Regions from separate parts of the Hordeum vulgare genome. Here region 2 is linked to region 1. A link is a contact called in public Hi-C data. All regions are on one chromosome and are shown on one strand. The core of a region is the stretch at or near the end of the contact, and the rest is flanking DNA. Distances in the headings are between cores, read along the strand shown. Region 1 overlaps LOC123443145 (aarF domain-containing protein kinase 1). Region 2 holds the start of LOC123443146 (GDSL esterase/lipase At5g45920-like).

Region 1 (2,700 bases), core at 15-2,514:
CATGAAGAGGGGTAAAAAAAATAGATGATGTTAGTAGAACAATCATTATTTTGCATCCTTTAGGAAATGTGATCTTGTTTTTATAATTCCTTTTTAGCTAATTTTGTCTTTACCTATTAATAAAGCACCTATTGCTTCTGCGGTACGTCATTAAAATTGCCTTAAAATTGTTTAAAATTACTCACCAATGCCACCTATAAGTTATAAAAAACATTTTACAGGGAATCGTCGCATGGGCCGGCCCTAGCATAGGGACCAGCTATACTACGCTCTGCCAGCTGGAGAAGAAACAGAACGCCCATTTGGGCCAGCCGATGGGCGGGGGCCTTTTTTTTACTTTTTAATTATTATTTATCTGTTCCCTTTTATTTTTTCTAATTAAAATAAATCAAAAAAAAACTTTCGAAATTCAAAAATTATATATACATAAATTTCTGATAAAACATAAAATGTTTGCGGATTCAATAATTGTTCGGGATTTCTGTAAAAATGTTTGTATATTAAAAAAATCGGAATTTTCGAGAAAACATTCGTGAATCAAAAAAAGTCCATCATTTTGAGCAATTTCTTTAATGCAATTAAAAAATGTTTGATAATTCAAAAAGTGAATTATTCACCAATTCGCAAGAAAATACTTGAAAATAGTTCGTAATATCAAATATTGTTTAGAATTTTTTAAAAATGTTTACAAATAGTAAAACATGTTCTTGATTTTAAAAAGATTCCCAAATTTGTAAAAATGTTCATGAATGATCGAATGTATGTAGTTTAACAGTAATGCTTATGAGTCTTTCCGATTATATACCAGGGTGAATTTTGAAGAATAAATTGTCGGGGTGGATCGGAATATTATAGTATATTTTAAAAGATGTTTCTGAAAATTCAGAATAAATCTTTGAGTTACCATGTTTTTTGACAACCATGATATTTTTTAAAAATATGAACATTGTTTCAACTTGTGAATTTGAATAAAATTAAAATAAGAAATATTTTCTTGCATTTGTGAACAAATTTTCGAAATCATGCGATTAGATATGAACATAATGTGGTAATCGTCATAAAAAATGGTGTTTTTTTCTTCCGTTGCAACGCACGGGCCATTTTGCTATCTTTATCTTTATCTTTACCTATTAATAAAGCACCTATTGCTTCTGTGGTACGTCATGAAAATTGCCCCTGAAGTTTGCATAAATTACCCACCATTGCCACCGGTAAGTAATAGAAAACGTTTTAGAAAGCGAAAAATCTCGGACTGGGCCGGCCCATGTAAAAACCTCCTATATTATGCTCTGCACCCTGGGAGAATATCCAGCACACCTTGGGCTGGCCCATGCACAGGTGCCAGTTTTTTTAGTTCCGTTTATTTATTTATCTTCAGTTTCATTTTATTTTTCTATTTTAAATAATTTAGAACTTCAAATAACCTTTAAACTTTTAATAAACTTAACATTTTAAATCAACATATTTAAAAAAATAAAATGTTTGTGACTTTAAAAACTGCTCGGAGTTTTTGTAAAAAATGCTCGCATATACAATAAAATGTTTGCAAGTTTGAAAAAATGTTTGTAAAATAAGAAAAGTCCAGGATTTCAAATCAAACTCCAGGTATTTAACATTATTAAAAGCATTTAACAAAATGCTTTCTAATTCGAAATATGCCAATGCATTTAAAAAATGTCCTAAAAACTTAAAAATAGCTAATGCCTGTTTTGATAGTTTTTTTTTTTTCCTTTCCATTTTTTGTTTACTCTAATTTAAATAATTTAGAATTACAAAAGCATTTGCATATTAAAAAATAGGAATTTTGAATTAAAATGTTGACGAAAACATAAAATGTTTGTGGATTCAAAAAAGGCGCTGGATTTTTATATTTTTTTTTACAAATTCCAAAACAATGTCTGTGAATTTAATAAATATATTACTGACTTATAAAAATGTTTGTTTATTCAGAAAAACTTCATGCATTTCAAAAATGTTTGTGAATTTAAAGTAAAATCCTCCAACATAAAAAATTATGTTCGTCTATTCTAGAATTGGTCGCCAATTCAAAAGAAAATATGTAAACCCGTATGAAATATAAAAAAATATTCACGAGTTTTAGTAAATGTTTGTAAATTGTAAAAAATGTTCTTGATTTTAAAATTGTTCTCATATTTGTAAAATTGTTCATGAAAGATCTAATGTATGTAGTTAAACATTAATGTTTCTAAGTCTTTGTGAAAATATATCCGTGTGATTTTTGAAGAATTAACTATTGGATGGATCGGATTATTATTGTATGTTTTCTAAAAAAAATCTTGAAATTAAGAATAATTCTTTGAGTTACCAAGATTTTTGACAACCATGATATTTTTTTTTGAAAATGTAAAGATTGCTTCAACTTGTGAATACATTTAAAAGAAGAAACATTTTCTTGCATTTGTGCACAAAATTTTAAAATCAAGCGATGATGTGTGAATATAATGTGATCATCATCATTAAAGATTATGTTTTATTTCTCCCGTTGCAACGCACGGACCATTTTGCTAGTAACTAATAATAAGTGTCAACTGTACAGAGGTTTAAGAATATAAATGTGCATCCCCATTTTCCGTTGCAAGGATGGAACAAAGAACAGACATACAAAGCATAGTAAACGAACATGATGATACAGGAGAACTATCGAAATCGGGGCGCACTTGATTGTAACACCTCTGTACT
Region 2 (2,700 bases), core at 12-2,511, 170 kb before region 1:
CATATATGTCTCTGCATAAAAAGATATGGGATAGGTGTGGTTTGCATGCGAATCTGCTTTGCCAAAAGTTACAGTTTATAATATCTTTGCATGGAAGAAATCTTCAGGCCAGATCACAGGCCACAAAGTGGCAAGTGGATCTTCAGACTGTTGAAATTGTCATAATTTCGATTGAAAATACAGGGAACATACAAGGAACTCTACCTAATGAACTGGTTACATAGATCCACATAAGTCAAACACTAAACACGCACTGGATACCACATAAGTTCAGCCCAATTTCTTAACATGCGGTTGAGATAAACAGTTCCAGTTGACATATATCACTGTAAAACGCAAGCAACAAAAGTAGCAAAAGGAAACCCAAAAGGGAATCAACATAAGTACATAATGAAACCCATAAGAATATCCAGTGGGTCCTAGGTGTGGGGGCCATTGGTTACCGAATCCTTGCCGGCTCGTGGATCGGTGGAGGGGTGATGAGTATGACGGCAGCGGAGGGCCACTTATTCTGCAAAACCAAACCATAGATGAGTAATCAAAGAGGCAATCAGCATTCCTGTTCCAGGACTGTATGACCGCAACCTTGAAGTAGGCGCAAATCGCGCGTAGGTTGTCCTGGTACTCCCCGAGCGGGACGTTCTGGTGCGCCTGCGCCTGGTCGGGCAGGGTGGCGTCGTTGGCGCCGAAGAACACCGTCACCGCCGCCGGGTCCGCGCCTCCGTCGGCCGCCCCCTCCATGGCTCTGTCCAGCACCTTCAGCGCCCAGCGCGTGTTGTACCCGCTGAGCCCGCGCAGCACCACATCCGCCTAACCAGCAAAAATCCGATGTCACGCGTAAAGGCGGCGGCGGCGGCGCAACCGGCGAGGTGGGGAGGTGCCGCGGACGTACCTGCCTCGCGAAGTGCTCCGCGAGGGCGGCGCCCCAGCCGCCGGAGGCAAAGGACTGCTCGGTGATTGAGTCGCCGAAGAGCACCAGCCGCGGCCGCATCTTCTCTCCCTCGCTCTCTCCAACACGGATCACGGATCGGCCACTGGACTGGATATCACGTCGACTTCACGAGCACCTCGCTTCTGCTGCAGTGGAGTACAGTATTATACATACAGCCATGTGGTAGGTTGGGTGGCCTCTGGGGAGAGGTGGAATATTAGGTGAGCTCGTCGCGACTTCTGATCGGCAAGCGGCGAGGATTCGTCGGTACTCCCGAGTCCCGACGAGCGAGCATGTTCCGGCCGGCCGTCTGTTGATCTCTCCCTGTATGTGGTTGGACCGATGACTGGCCCATGATTTTCAACAAATATCGCCATCGCCGAGAACGAGCGGTTACCTAAAGAAAAAAATTCACTTTTAACCAGCTCCCTCTTACCTATAATTTTCACACGAGAGGTAAAAGTTTATAATAGATCTTAGCTGTTAATTTATTTAATTAATGATCTGATTAACTTTTAATTTTTATGTAAAAAGTGGGATATGAGTGAACGTGTTAATATTTGCTCAAAAAACTTAGGGACCTTCTGGTTTTTTGTGGCATGAGAGCACGTCAAGTGATGCATTTAGCCACCGTCACACTCGAAAGTTTTCTTTGGGTTTTGATTTTTTTTCTTTGTACGTGCTTTTTGGGGTTTATATGAGGTTTTTTCCAGGTTTTAAAGAAGAAAACCGTTTTGGGTGGAAAATTTTCTTTCACAAGAAAGTCGTCGTGCACTTCCATTAGAAGCACATATGTACTTCTATCATGAGAAGCATAATTCTTTAAAAGAAAAAAAATTATAACATGTGCTTGTACAGAAAGCACAGTTGTGCTTCCATAAGAAGCATAGCCTCGATTTCGTGATAAGCATAATCTGTACTTTTCAAAAAGTAAAAAATGTAACCGAGCATCTGGACTTTAGTTTTTTCCTCTTTTTTAGTTATTGGTTTTTCTAGGTTGTTGGTTTTTTCGGGATTTTTTGTTTTTGTTTTTGTTTGACGCGTGTTCAAGGGATAAAACACTTTAAATAAACAAATTTAAAAAATAAAAAGTTGTAGGTTGCATACGATGCAATGCTTCACTTTGTCAGCAAAGGTGGAGAATGTCACTTGGAAGGGGTAAACATGCCATGTCGAATGGCTTCACGCATGTGCCTTTTGCATCGTTTTCGTGCAAAATGTGAAGAGTTTCCTAAAAAAGACATGTATGGAAAGAAAGAAAGTAGTTTATTTAAACGATCTTATATTAGTTGACAGGAATAATAGGTTTTAAGATTAATTATTAAAATATAGGATACAAACTAACTCAGCCTGAGCTCATACGAGCTTGGGTGAACTTTTAGGATTAATTTCATTAACTAATGATCTGATTAACTTTAATTTTTATGTAAATAGTGGGATATGAGTGAGCATCTTAACAAAATTTGCAAAAAAAAAACTTAGGGACCTTCTAGTTTTTTATGGCATAAGAGCACGCCAAGTGATGCATTTAGCCACCGTCACACTCGGGCGTTTTCTTTCGATTTTGATTATTATTTTTCTTTGTACATGTTTTTGGAGATTTAGATGATTTCAAGGTTTTAAAGAGGAAAAAAAATTGGGTGAAAAAATTTCTTTCACATGAGAAACAAAATCCCTTAAAAGAAAAGAAAATTACAACATGTGCTTGTACAAAAAGCATACTTATGCTTCTATGAGAAGCGTAGCCTTGATACAATTTGTACTATCCA

What was found. Hi-C and Micro-C count contacts between places; a contact is called where the count stands out from the background.
Region 2: a Hi-C map of leaf shows a contact between it and region 1, with 4 times the contacts expected there. The contact joins the promoter of LOC123443146 here to the enhancer-like site in region 1. A contact is called at or near these places in 2 of 6 Hi-C or Micro-C datasets (leaf and seedling) and 1 of 1 datasets of contacts at active chromatin or transcription factors (embryo).

What each region holds. Positions count from the first base shown.
Region 1 is chr3H:105,672,060-105,674,759 of MorexV3_pseudomolecules_assembly, reverse strand. All of the region lies in intron 10 of LOC123443145 (aarF domain-containing protein kinase 1), which reads right to left. Among protein-coding and RNA genes, the nearest start is that of LOC123443145, 6.9 kb to the right of the region's middle. Within about 2 kb of position 1,264, at least 1 of the 3 cell types and tissues checked has open chromatin away from gene starts, as enhancers often do. A contact at or near this core is called in leaf, where this site is marked.
Region 2 is chr3H:105,845,367-105,848,066 of MorexV3_pseudomolecules_assembly, reverse strand. LOC123443146 (GDSL esterase/lipase At5g45920-like) reads right to left here and starts at 1,261. Exons shown (of 5, transcript XM_045119428.1): 1 at 893-1,261; 2 at 586-810; 3 at 444-511; 4 at 1-11. The coding sequence starts at 991.